Linked DNA regions of Anser cygnoides: all the other regions are linked to region 1. Evidence: chromatin contacts called from public Hi-C data. All regions are on one chromosome and are shown on one strand. Each heading gives the region's core, a stretch centred on a gene start, on an enhancer-like site or on the middle of the called end of the contact. The rest is flanking DNA. Distances are from core to core; before and after follow the strand shown. Region 1 has its middle 36 kb from the start of MTDH. Region 2 overlaps CPQ (carboxypeptidase Q). Region 3 overlaps CPQ (carboxypeptidase Q).

Region 1 (4,752 bases), core at 1,267-3,766:
TCTATACCTTTAAAATATTTGTCAAGTCTTCCCTTTATTGTATGGAGATTTCTTGCATCCACAATATTACTTAGCAAGGAGTTCCACAGATCTACTTCTACTTGCTGTACGAATAACCAGGTCCTATTTTTTGCTCGGACCCTGGCTCCCATAAGCTGGATTTTTTGAGCCTTACTTCTAGCATGTGAAGAGACGGTGGACAGTAAAATTACACATTTCCCTGTGATGATTCTGTAGACCCTAAATATATCTGCCCTGTAAGCTGTCATTTCTTCACGTTGAACTTTCAGCTAATTCAACTGTTGCTTTTACAGGAGTTTTCCATAGCTTTGATTATTTCTTTTGCCTTCTTCTTACCCATTCTAGTTCCTTATATTCTTTCTTTGAACATGAATGTTTGATTTGTGTTTCCTTAAGTACCATAAAGCACTGACTGATGTTTTCATGGAACTGTCAATAATAACACCAAAATGTAGCTGCTCATGAAAAGTGATGGTTAGTTCAGAGCCCTTGCATGAAACTAGAATTATTTTCTTCCGCATGTAAATCACATTACATTGTATGCATGTTGAGTTTTATCTGACATTTTATTGTCCAGTTTCCTTAGGTTGTAGGCCTTTCTGCAGCTCGCCTGGCTGTGCTCATCTGTACTGTCCTAAATAACTGTGCATTACCAGCAAGCTTTGTAACCTTGCTGCTCACCACCTGTCCAAATTACTTGTGAAAAAGTTAAACAGCAGAGATTCAAGTACAGACCTTTCTATTGATGACTTCCCTTTATCTTAAGAGCTGGACGTTTATTGCTCCCTTCCATCTCCTATGTTTTAGCAAATTATTTATCCATTCTGTAACCTTTCCTTTTATCCCAATGGAAACAAAAATAGAGTGAAGGGATAGCAGAGTTAAGTAAAAAAATATACATCTCTTGAGGAAAAATACATGAGGGAAAAGTAGAAAGAAAGAAGTGCCAGGAAAGAAGAAAGCTCTTTAAACAGCCTGTGAAAGTTGCTGTTTGTCTTCTTCCACTTAAACACATAAAACAAAAAACCTTCCTTTGTCTAAACTGCTTGTATCCAATTCAGTTCAATTGGGAATAAAACGTTACTGTTCTGAGGATGTGGAGAGAAATTGAGTACAACAGAGAACACATTATTTTCTTTGAAGACTGTCTTCATCAGCCCTTACTTGAAAAAATAAAGGAGAAAACCATAGAGAATAAACAAGCAGCCTAGAAAAATCTATATATTAAAGAAACAAGTACTTCTCAAGAGGTTCTTCCAATATTAAAATCTCTTCACCCAAGAGCCATGAAGAATCTTTCATTTCCAAGACTGACACTGACTCTGAGTGAGCAGCCAATACACAATAAAATGGGAAAAGACACACTTGTCAGCTTCCCAGAAGCTGACATCAAGAACAGTGTTTCTGAATCACAGTCCACAGAGCCTGAAATTCAAGGAGCAATTAAAGAGTTTAAAGATGTAGCAGAAGAACTAGCAGATGAAAAGCAGAATGTTGCACTGCTGAAATAAATACAGGGGTTTTTTTTTGTTTGTTTGTTTTTTGTTTTTTGTTTTGTTTTGTTTATTTGTTCATTTTTTTCTCTAGAATTGTAGAAAAGTTCTTCTTGACTTCCGGTCACTGCCATAGTAACAAATTGGAATGAACTTAAGGTCATATTATAGAAAATAGGTATAACTAATTATATTCAAATAGCTTTAGAACAGTGGGACAAAAATAAAAAATAATAAATAAACAAACAAGCAAACAAACTGTCCAGAAAGGATAGATGGGAAGAGGAATATCTGTAGTACCTATGGGATGATAAGTTACATACTGCAGCAGAGGTGAAATTATCCCCTCTGACAGACAGTTTGTGTCTATACAGTCAAGACTATAATGATTATATGTCCAGTTTTTCGTAAGTATGTAGGTATAATCATCTTTCCTTTCTTTCCTGAATGAGATGTAATGGTTAGTTGTGGCTGACATTTTTCTCAGCCCCTCCAGTAGGTATATCAAGGCGATTGGCATTGTGGTTGTTTGGGACCTGTGCCTGCTCTTCGGTTCTTCACGGGATAAGGAGCTGTGACAACTGTTACAGAGATCTCCAACTCACACTGCAAGTCAAAGACAAAGGATGCACAACTAAGCTCAGGAAAATAAATCCATGCTCTTATGACTCATTCAAAATCTGTCGTCTAGTGACTCTCCCATCCAAACCTGGTGTACTTGCACACTGAATACCAGCCCACACTCTGTTAGTAACTGATACACACCAGCTACTTCACATAACCATTTCTGAATTATTGTCATCTGATATGGTCAATGTGGAGATGAGAATAAAGTAAACGACTATTACTCAAAGTTTCCCTAGACTGAAGTTAAAGAAACCCAAGTTGTACAAATTCAATAACAAGTGTACACAGTCTTGGAGTCATGCACATATACATACAGAGTAACTAATTACCAAGCTTGATATCTACATTAATAATTTCTTGCATATGCTGTCCACACTTGTAACATGCCAGAAGTTTTATAGAATGTGTATATAACCAATAATTTATATATTTAATGTGAGTGTACTCCTACTGCTGAAGGGCTGTGATCTTCTGGGCAGAACAAGCAAAGTAGTTTTTGTGTCTGCCTTAAGGACAAGCCAGCAGTATCTCATTAAAACATTCAAATACCACTAGGATAAGCAAGAAAAGAGGGAGATCACCACAGGTTTCTACACATAAAACCATCATTTATACCTGAATCCCAAAACCTGACTCCTGGTAGTATCAAGAATGAGGACAGCAAAGAAAACAAGATTCAGAAGGTGGCAGGGCTTCCTAGGAAGGCATGGCCCCATCCTGATGGACAGGATCCCAGGTAAGGTTTACATTTCAGATCAAGGGTAGCTCAAAAGGTAAGCAAATATTGCTCTGAACACTGAATGCTTACATGTGAAAACAGATCAAAATCTCAGGATTCTAGGTGAAAGATAACGAGTAAATAGTATTTGATATATTTAAATTGTGTTGTTTTCTGCATGTGACCTTTGTATCCAAGCTTACAACTAAAATCCGATCTCAGGTCTACCTAATACAGCTTATATTTGCTTTACTATTGCGCTTGTCTAGTGATGAAAGCAAGAAGATAGAAAAAAAAAATACCCCATCTCCCTGGAGGCAGTGGATGCAAAGAAGTGTATATAAACAGCCTCACTAACTTGTACCGAGAAATATGCTGAGGAAAGAGGTGGAATTGAGTGTTTTCTACAAGGCTGTACTGCCAGGTGCTGAGCTGTGGGAAGACAGAAGCTAGTGTTCATTATACAAGGCAGAGATGTTGATGGATACTCCATGGCTCAAGGCTATCTATAATCCCAGGGTAACACAAAACCTGCAAGTCATCTGAAACGAACAAAATTGGTAGTCCCTCTGGTATCATTGACTGCAGAGTATGCAAGGCAGTCATAAGACGTCTCTTAGATGTGCTTCTGGAAAGGAATACTGAGGAAAAATGAAAGAAATTTGTGCCAAGAAAAATAATTTCTTTATATCATAGATACATAATCCAAGGCATGCCATGAAAGAAATTCTCTCTGGCTAGAAGGCAACTAAACATTATTTTCTGTGGTCGAACAGCATTATTGTAGACTAAATAGTGAAGCTGATGTTTGAAGAGTCTGAACTGAAAGAAGCAACAAACTTCCCCTCACCCCCCGCCTCCCGGGGTTTGTTTGCTTTTAAAATCAGTGATAGATTTGATAGAATCTGATGGTATCAAAGAACTGCTTAGCAGTAGGATATCTTTTCCTCTCTAACTACAAAGAGGCATAACTTACAAGAGAATTTGTATATTCTAGGCATGCACATATTAATGAACAGATATGCAGACTCAGAACCTCCAGATACCTTTTTGCAATTTAATCTTGCTGACTTGGAATGGTTCAAAGAAAGAAAAAGTTTTCTTTCGTAACCATTACTTTGTACTTGCACAGAATAAACAGGTGCAATATTGACATGACAAACTAGAAAGCAGGTGTTTTAATTAAAGCAGCCATAGGAAGGATCATTTGCAACATCTCTACAACCACAACTAAGTGATCTCAGTGTCTTGGTGTTAATGGAGCTCATTTAGGAGGCATCAGAACATTTAGAAAATACTGCAAGTCAATTGTTTTCTATCTCCTAGCTTGTAGGTCTACCACAGAATATTCACTCCACCTCCAGCATAGCTTGAGTCAACATTAGAAAGTCCCCTGCGTTGTAGCTATAGAGTTAATTGGCTTCATTCGCATTCGGTAGTTATTTATTATGCAAAGATGTGGACATTAAGAAGACTTCGCCATGGCAGTTAGTCAGTGTATAAGCTTCACAGAGGCTCCTTACACACTGAAGAAGTTCACCCTTAAGATGCAGGTCCCTGGAGGCATTCCAGCCCCATGTCAGGGATGCAGTCCACAAACCAGCATGATGTTCACAGCAGGTCATCTGGAAGGCCCCTCAGTGACAGTCTTTGGTTGTCAGGGCTCTCTCTAGACATGGTAGCAATAGGAAGAGAGGACAACCTAGTTGTGAGGACCTCACAGAAGGATTGCAGCTGCTCCTTACAACTCCAAGCATGGCTAAAGGTGGTGTGAGGAGCTGGACTTCTGTCTGCCAGAAAACAGGCAAGCAGGTGAGCTGTTCTGGAAGGACTGGACCAGAGATGGATATAAACTACAACCAAAAAGAAAAATGGTTGTTACTCTAATGCTTT
Region 2 (4,752 bases), core at 1,112-3,611, 160 kb before region 1:
GAGTTTGCAAATCGGTGTATGTGAAGACTTAGTTTAATCATAGTTTTGAAGGCAAGGTAACCATGCTGGGCTTAAATTTAGGACTGCCAGCTGTTTTATTTGTCCATTAGGTATGTGATATGCTGTCTTCCTCTTTTCCCTTGTTCTCTCTCTGTTGTTAACACAGTGAAATGAAGAAAATCTTCAGATTCTTATAAACTGAAGCGATCTGGCAGTTCATAGTTGTTATACTGCCCAAATGGGCAGATTACTCAAGATGTACTCACTATACTTAGGAGCACAGGACTATATTACATAGTGGATTCCTCTGTCTGAGAAGTTGGGATTAAGCATTTTTAAGTCGTGGTTTACTTAGTGTCAGAAATTTTGTTTTAGTCTGGGGAAAACAGAAAATAGTGAAGTGAGAGAATGTTTGTATGTGTGAAGAGTAACAAATGTCTGGGGAAGGAGAGAATTTATAGGCAATTTTTGGATTGGATTGAATTTAGAATACTAATTGTTAACTGATTTCTGCCTTCCATTAATTTTAGTCCAAATATGGATCAACTATATGTGGTGTTCATATGTGTAGGTTATGTATTGTACAAATACCCCATGCACTGAAAGGAGGTGATTCCTGCCGATAAAATATCCAGTCAAATAGTGTAAGACCTTATTGTGCTACACAGAGCTAATGATGGTCCTATTTAGAAGCAAACTGAAGAAGAAAGAACCACAAAAAAAATTAATAAAAATGCTTCTCATGAGTTTCCAGGTAATTCATCAACTGGGTTGGAACACCATAGACTGCCTGAGCAAACAACTAAATGGTGGCCATAGTTGGCTGAAAAAGTAGACAAGCAGTTGAAAAGAACTTAAGTTACAGTCTAGACTGCTTCACTGTTTTAGTTTGAACTTCAGGCATACAGGCAGTTGGAGTTTGAATGTGTCTTGGCTAAAGATGTTTGATAAAGGTCCTACTTTATTAAAGGTCCTAGGACATTAACCTCTCTCCATGAAGTCTTCTTCACCCATGAAGGGCAAAGATGAATGATGGCTTCATTACTCTTCCATTACCATCTATCTACCTGAGTGGCATGAAATAACATTGAATGCTGGCTTTTACAACTTGATGCAAATATTATTCTAGATTGGATTCCATGACTGAAAATGTTTCCTAACATTTATCATTTATCATCTCTAATGTTGCATAGAAAGAAGCCTTTGCTTCGTACCTGTAGAGGAGCAAGTGAGTGTACGGAGACTTAACTAGAAGTGAAATGGACTTTTCCTAAAACACCCTCTAACCAAGCAGAACTTAGTTCATCTACATTTTATGGAGTCATTATGTGACAAATTGAATAAGCATGTGTGAATACATATGGAATGGAAGATTAATTTTAGTGGCAAAAACCATCATGCTTAAAAGGATAACCCTGTGACATGTGCAGAAGTGTGTGAAGGGGTGGTTCCTCTTTCTGATCTTATTTTTAAAACATAAAATACAAAAATACATAGTTTTATAAATATATAAAAAATAATTTAAATTTTAAAACATTTTAATATGCTTGATTGAAATGCTGGGCATGACTTAAAAGCAACCAATCATCATCATAATGTTAGTGCAGATGAAAATAGAATAATTCATCTTCTATTTGAAATGTTACCTGAAGTTTCACTTCTCCTATTGCATCGTATCAGGACTGTGTCTATGGTCTTATTTTTCTAGCTGTGTCACTGCAGGAATGCCAAATCTGAAGTTGTCATGTGGCACGTAAGCTATCTTATCTTAATGTGTTTTTGGTCCATTTGTCAAATGTGTTTTGCTGTATTTTTGCTGTCTTATACAAATGCTTGTGGTTTCTCTGTATATTTAGAACAAATACTTATACTTACATATACTTCCTTAAATTGCTTTGCAGTGATTACATTCTGTTGGCATGTGCTGACATTTTATATGGGTGTTTTGTGCAAATGTAAGTCATTAGCCTGTGTGCAGATTTGGAGGTGAGAGCCACGTAACAGATTTGAAAGCAATGTTAAAAATATAACAATCATATTTCCTTGTTCACTGAAACTGCCCTTCTTGCTATCCCACATGTACATACAATTATAATATTGTCTTAAATAATATGGTGGTTTAGCATGAATTTCATGAATATTTCCATTCATTGTCCCAAATATATTTTATCTCCCTAAAGACCAAGATAAACACAGTGTTAGTGTTTTTGTTGTTTTGTGATAGTGTCTTATTTTAAGAATGTCTATGGCTAGCTATCAGCCAGATCACTGAAACTTTCATTTTAGTAGGTGCTGCAGAAACATGATCGTTAAAAAAACAACAGTTCAGCAAAAGCTTTCACACAGAAGTACATTGGTTGTATTTATGTAATTGCTCTTGGCGTCCATTTAAGTCACTTTAAGTAAAAGTTCACCCGTAAAATTATCTAACTTTCTCAATCTACTTGAACCTTGATCTGTTTTGGTGTAATGTTCTGGAGCTGGTAAAGATGCTTTGTGATTGGAGTCTGTAATCCCAAACAGGATTACACCACCTTCTTCTGATTCAAAATTTCCTGCTGTTGCAATATGTGTTGTTCACAGAAATAAGGAGTAGTTCCCTATCAGACACTCATGTTGAGGTTGTTGCCAGGGAACAGCATTAGTGCCGTCTTCTTTCACTGCTAAAGTCAAGGCATTGTTTCTATTGTAAACTTGGTTCTCAATGAGTTTATAAACTTGATGTAAATAGTTCACTTCAGCTTCAAGTTGCATTTCCCAGGAGAGTGAATAGTTATCTTTCTAAAACCAATTTTTGCTCTAAGTAAACAAACCACATGGCAATGTTTAAGTTGTGGAATAGACATCTTTTATACTGCAATTATCCTTTCACTCAAAACCTTCTCTTCTCCTTTTTCTTTTCTTTTCTTTTCTTTCTTTTCTTTTCTTTTCTTTTCTTTTCTTTTCTTTTCTTTTCTTTTCTTTTCTTTTCTTTTCTTTTCTTTTCTTTTCTTTTCTTTTCTTTTCTTTTCTTTTCTTTTCTTTTTTCTTTTCTTTTCTTTTCTTTTCTTTTCTTTTCTTTTCTTTTCTTTTCTTTTCTTTTCTTTTCTTTTCTTTTCTTTTCTTTTCTCTTTTCTTTTCTTTTCTTTTCTTTTCTCTTTTCTTTTCTTTTCTTTTCTTTTCTTTTCTTTTCTTTTCTTTTCTTTTCTTTTCTTTTCTTTTCTTTTCTTTTCTTTTCTTTTCTCTTCTTTTCTTTTCTTCTCTTCTCTTCTCTTCTCTTCTCTTCTCTTCTCTTCTCTTCTCTTCTCTTCTCTTCTCTTCTCTTCTCTTCTCTTCTCTTCTCTTCTCTTCTCTTCTCTTCTCTTCTCTTCTCTTCTCTTCTCTTCTCTTCTCTTCTCTTCTCTTTTCTCTCTCTTTCTTTCTTTTCAGAGGACAACAGAGTCTGCAGCAGTTGGCTGCAGAATGCAGCGTTCTTTGAGATCTGTCCTCCATGCATGTGTTGCAGTGGGGCTGCAGGTGTCACAAGCTCTCGAAGCATGGTTCATACCAGTGCTAGTGTGTGTGTGTGTGTGTGTGCTCTCAGTCCTCCTGTATAAGAAAACAAAAAGACCAATGAGTAACATAGTAAGCATAGCTGTTTTGCTTTCATTTCAGAAAGGTTTCTACCTTAAAAGCTGGCATGGCTTTTTTTAGATTATCTGGTTTGAAGCTATGTTGCTATTGTGGCAGTGGCTGGCTACAGAGTAAAAACTTCTGCAGTGAAGTGTGCCTGAAAGTCCTGCTGTTTGCAGGCTTTCACTTGCGGTCTGGGGAGGATCATGGCACTACACTGGAGGAATACCTCCTGAGTAAATCTGAAGCTTTTGCAGAGGATCCTGCAGTTGAAATTCAAGCATGTTTGCAGGAGCAGAGGTTTTGGAATAAAGGCTGCAACCTGTCTGTCTACTACCAAGAAAATCGTGGTGGGCTGCAAAGCAAAAACATGTTTAGGCAAGGCTGGATAAGCACAAAAGAGAGTTGAAGCATCTGAGAAGGAAAGAGTAAGTCACTCTCAGATTTTGATCACAATGTTTTCCAGCTTCTAAAGCATCACAGTTCTGTTTTTTATCATACACACATTTATAAACATTTCATGATGCATTTTCTAAATATAAAGGGTTGTGGTGCATTCTGATTGGAGCCGTGGCAATACAGTAGATATGACTGTAATTTATCAAGGCCCTTATTAAATACAAAGAGGAGTTTTAGCTGTTTTACCTGAGATTGCATTTAGTTGGATGAAAAAATGCCATGATTTGATGAGCACATTTTTGTCTTGCTGCAGTCCATGATCTGTTTGTGCATTATTTTTAATAACCAGTGAAAACTTACTAAGATATCTCTCATGCGAGGAGGAAAGTAGTTAGTTAGTTCCTTGCAATGTTAGCTGCGCACTTAGCAGCATACGCTCTCACCCTCCGGGGCTGGTAACAGGAAAAATTGTTCTCATTATCTGTGCTATAGTAGTTGTCCTGTGATAAATGAAAGCTAGGATGAAAAGCCAGGAGATTGTCATCCCTTAATTCTTCGGGGAACAGAAGGTAGCAGGAGGAGTAAGTGTTTTTCACCATCTTCTACGCCCCAAAACTCTGAGACCCTATTGACATCAGCTGACTGGGGAGCTGGAAATATCCCCTCATATATGGCCAGTTCTGGGCAGGACATGGGTGTGTGCTCCAGGGTCTCCTTCAGTTTTTCCTCAATGTTGAATTGTCATAGGATGGACACTTCTGC
Region 3 (4,752 bases), core at 1,374-3,873, 140 kb before region 1:
TTGATGCTCACACGAGGTTTATCCTGTAATTTACTAACGACTTACTTTCTCCAAGAAGCAAATATCCAAAAAAATTATTGTCGCTTTCAGGTAAAACAATTCTTCCCCAGAACAGATTGGCTCCTCAAAACCGGAGTTTTCAGAAAACTCATGGATTTCAACATTCTGATTATTTCCCAAGATACTAAATACTCTGGTGAAATGTGAGATGTGTTTGTGAGTGATTTGAACCAAACACATCCAGGACTTGCATATGGATTCTTTTATCCCAGTGAAATGTGTTGACCATTTGGCTGTTAACTGTTCTCGGGAAATATTCTCTGTAATCAGAAGTTAAAACTGGTGCTTTTTGTTTTGACCACTGCTGTCCTGATGTGCCCTTACTCTCTCTCCTCTATTTCCATCTCTTGTCTTACCTTCAAAAGACATGGGAGGCTCTTGGGTCTACGACTAGCTTTTTATGTTGTGTTTGTGCTGGAGATAGTACCATGAGTTGTTGGACATGAGGCCTCCTGTGGACGCTACCACACATAATAAACTTCATTAATGCCACCTGATCTTTGTGGGCAAGTCTGATGGTTTTCTTTTTGATTTGAATTGAAACAGGATGCAAAAGAATAATTGAAGCTTTTCAGGATTTGGAAATTATTTCTTGTCCAGTTTCACTGCTGGTCTTTCTGGATGCCTTCTTTCATGATGAATGTGGGATGTGTTTAGCAAATTAACAATAACCATGTTATTTTTTTCTATGTTCTATTAGTTTAGATTTGTGCAATACAATGCCTAAAAAGCAAGAAAGGTTTAAAGAAGAGAAACAAGAAAATGAACAGAAAACAATTTGTTTTAGTTATGGATACAGGTTTATTTCAGCAAAGGGAAAAACACAACTGCACAGGACGCAGAAAGATAGAAATGAAAAAAGAGTCTCTGAAGCCTCAAGCCCTTGGTCACAAAACCTCCTTGCTTTTTGAGTACTTATTTTGAGAATTCTTTGACTTCCCTGTCATTTTGTTGTCCTCCATTTTGATTTAGGCAAATACCCTAATGTGGAGATCTCTATGTAGGAGATCGGGCTGATAGCGCTATTTTAACATTCTGCCGTGAATCACCAAGTTGAGAAATGGAAGAAACGAATAAAAAGAGAAGGGTTCAGTTACAAAACACCAAGAGAAAATAATTGCACTGTATTCTTCAGAACTTCAGTTAACAGCCAGTAGCATCCTTGATTGTATTCACCACAGGAAAGCTAATATAATTATACAATTATATTTTATACCAGTTCTAGGTCAGCAGGATTTCATAATTCTTAATATAGAAGTGTCATGCTGCTACTGAAAACTGCAGAGAAAATCAGATTTTGCTAAAACACAAAGAATTGTTGATTCCTTACCTTGCCTGAAGCAGGGAGGACACAGAATCAGTCATGGCAGCGTGTCTCTTGGCTGCCTGATCTTGGTTCCACCTGAGCAAATTTTGTACATGTCCAGTGTTCAGCAAACTTCTGTCTTTGTATGTTTTCTCCCTTTTCTTTCCCTCATAGAAGTAGCAGAGCTGCCGTCTGAAACTTCAGAATTGGTGGGGTGTCTGCCTGTACTGTCCAGAAGGAAACATTAGGCTCCTTGTATTACATCAGGTACACAAAATGAACAGCAAGCCAACAGATGAAGTCCGTAGACTTGTTTTAATATTTACTTAGTACAGTGCCTCCACAACTGTCACTTGCTTTGCCTTAAAAATGATGTTGCTCATCAAAGGATTGTTTAGGCCTTATGAGAGCAATAATTCAGTAATTAAATGTATATAACAACTAATTTTAAACAGTGTAGAGAGAGAGAATCATATATACACATACATACACACACACATACATGCCTACTAAGTCTTTATTATCTGTAAGCTTCATCTGTGAAGCTAGCCCCAGTATGTATGGGAATGGCCTCCAAGGCCAAACTGGCAATGTAGGTGTCCTTTCTCCTCCTCCAAGTGAACATTCAGTCCTTGGAGGAACCCCTTCTGCCAGTTCTGTCATTGTTCAAGGCTGACTGGAGTTCTTAAAGAGAGACCTCTTTTGAGGATAGCTGTTCCTCTGTCTTCATATTCCAGACCAACCACAGGTCGTCAGTACTTTGGGACGTTGTGCTGTAGGAAAGCTGGGATCCTTCTATCCAAACTCCCCGCAGCTGTGCAGGACACAGAAAACCGTCACCTCCTGTTGGCTCACCATGATGAACTTTCTCCTCAGTGACCTCTCTTCTTTTTAACATTTCACCTCTTATCTAGATCAGAACCTAAAAGCATTCTGTGTAAAAACAAGAAACATTAAAGATCTGCATGCTGTGCTAACTTCTAAGGTGTTGCTGATGTATTTTAATCAATCTGTTCTTGAAAGTTACACAAGTAGTCATTTGCTTGCTGAAAATGCATACATCAGGAAAAATCATCTTTGATTTAAACCACAACCCTTAATTACAAGATACTGGCAGTGTTGCCTGTTTTAAATGAAAACCTGAAACTTTTCAAAAAGGGATCAGTCATTCAGAGTCACAGGGAGTGTGTGACACCCCTGTATTTGAACAGTAAAAGGCTTTAAGTTATGGTATGTTTTCCAGGAAGAGCGCTTCTCTTTGACATGCCTCTTTGTCAAAGAAAAAAAAAGTCTGAAGACAAGGCTACAGGTAATCTGGTGCGTACCTTGCGTGGCGTGCTGCTGTCTTCAGAGCTGCCTACTTTTTCTTGTATATCATCCCTGGGAACTCACAGTCCTGAATGGTGATCTCTGTGACTGCTGGCAAGTGGTTGCAGAGGAAACAGCAGCGGTATTGTACAGGGCAAGACGTGCTAGTAGCATGTTTGTAGTGAGTGAAATGCTAATAAGTACATGACCAAATGCTGCTCCAAGCCTGTTGAAGTTACTGGGGCTTTTGTTGTTGGCTTCTCAGAGGTCACTGCCCTGTAACTCTAAAACTAGAGAACAACCCATAAAATCCTCGGACTGTTTTTCTGGACAGCTTTCCCACAAAGTGGGGCAGGAAAAGCATGGGTCATGTTCGTACCTTATCATCTATCAAAAGTGGTGCTAATCTTCATCCTTACAGCAGCTTTCTCCCATAGAAAGACATGGTGATTTACAAAGATTTCTAACTCTCAGTGTTCCCGATTTTCCCTGTCCTCATTCAAAAAGGGTCTGAGCTGTATGATTGTGCTCATAGCTGTGTTTATTACGTGTGGATGCTGGCGCATCTCTGCTCCCTAACAGCTGGTCTGCTTTTTCCTGTATTTTTATTTATGCTGTTGGCTTCATTAAACAATCTTGATCCTAAACAGCAACTCAAAAATGCACTACACCATGTTTATGTTATTAAATCCTTACGAATATTATCTGTTGTTTTTTTTTTTTTCTTCTTTTCCAGCTGTCACATCCACTTAGGTGTTTACAGTGTTTTCTCTTGACTTTCTCATTGTCCAAGTTGTCAGCCTAACAAACTTGGGTGTCGATTTAAACACACTTCTAAGTAATGCAAGCGGGACGGCTGTCGTTGCACCATAAGTTTTACATCATGGTCGTTGCCTTGCTATATTTGGCTTCAAACTGCTGTGAGTCAAATACTGGAATACATGTGTTGGTGTTTCCTAAGGTGTAAATCAATAACAGAAAGCTGAAAATGCACTGTCAGATTAACTGATGTCTCTTATTACTGGAACAAATTAACCATTAGTCAAGGACAGTGCTCTGCCATTGAAGACTTCAGGATTTTTTCTGTAAAGTGATGATTTTTCTCAGTGGAATTAAAAATAAAACCAGCAATGGGGACAAGTTATAACACTCTGTTTTAAATAGCCCCAAATTACCAAAGGCTTTTAGATAGCTGTTCCCTCCCTTATCCTTACAGATATCTCACTGCTTTAGCTGGGTAGGAGGAATTGCCATCAGTGACTCAGGTTAGTCATGAGATGTTGGAGTCTAGTTTTAACATCTGGTAAGAATTATGGGGATTTTGAGGGAATGAGTAGCTACCTGTATGACTGGCATTCCCAGCATCAACTGTAGATGGTACGTATTTCTCACCAACAGAAGTACCAGTAATTGTTTGTCATGTGTATAGCAAGGTGTTTTTTTCATAATTGAAAGGATCTTACTGCAGTTTCATGTTTTCACGTGTTTACCTTAGAGATGAGAAACACCTATGTTTTGGTTTTGCTTGACAGATAAAAAAAAATCATTTTATAGCTAAAACAGAAATTAAAGAAAATAAAAAATAGGATAAGTATAGGCAAGGATATATGCCTTTTTGCATATTCAATAAAAATAGCAACCTGTAAAAAGCCAATTTTCCTGTGCAATATTTACTGTAATGTTTCATTTAGATATTTAGTCAAGGAGCTAAACACGATAAGATAAAGAGAAGTGACCTATTCTGTGACCAAGTCAGAAGAAGATAAAGAATAAAAGTCTGGTTTGAAGTTCAGAGAATTAGGTAGCAGGTTACGCCACTGAGATACAATTTTCTGGTATGTGCCAAGAGAAGTGGCAAAGTACCAGGATGCAGAAAATGGGATTACTCTCTGAAAAAAAAAAAAAAATGTGTACTGAGTTTAAAATGCTTGTTTAAATGATGCATTCAGTATGGGGAAAAATGAAAGAAACAGCTGAGCCTACAGTTATGTTATAAAATCTTCCTGTTTTGTTCTCCTGTTCCCTTGAATTAGCCAAGGGAGCACTGTACTGTCGCAGCCTGCTTTGATAAGTGCCAG

What was found. A called contact is a pair of places that touch in the nucleus more often than the background predicts.
Region 2: a contact with region 1 is called in a Hi-C map of liver, with 20 times the contacts expected there. The contact joins two enhancer-like sites. A contact is called at or near these places in 2 of 7 Hi-C or Micro-C datasets (both in liver).
Region 3: a Hi-C map of liver shows a contact between it and region 1, with 17 times the contacts expected there. The contact joins two enhancer-like sites. A contact is called at or near these places in 2 of 7 Hi-C or Micro-C datasets (both in liver).

What each region holds. Positions count from the first base shown.
Region 1 is chr2:140,171,990-140,176,741 of Taihu_goose_T2T_genome, forward strand. No RefSeq gene overlaps it. Among named protein-coding and RNA genes, the nearest start is that of MTDH, 36 kb to the right of the region's middle. Within about 2 kb of position 2,517, at least 1 of the 3 cell types and tissues checked has open chromatin away from gene starts, as enhancers often do. A contact at or near this core is called in liver, where this site is marked.
Region 2 is chr2:140,008,385-140,013,136 of Taihu_goose_T2T_genome, forward strand. The region is part of intron 4 of CPQ (carboxypeptidase Q); the gene reads left to right. Among named protein-coding and RNA genes, the nearest start is that of CPQ, 92 kb to the left of the region's middle. Within about 2 kb of position 2,362, at least 1 of the 3 cell types and tissues checked has open chromatin away from gene starts, as enhancers often do. A contact at or near this core is called in liver, where this site is marked.
Region 3 is chr2:140,035,323-140,040,074 of Taihu_goose_T2T_genome, forward strand. All of the region lies in intron 6 of CPQ (carboxypeptidase Q), which reads left to right. Among named protein-coding and RNA genes, the nearest start is that of CPQ, 120 kb to the left of the region's middle. Within about 2 kb of position 2,624, at least 1 of the 3 cell types and tissues checked has open chromatin away from gene starts, as enhancers often do. A contact at or near this core is called in liver, where this site is marked.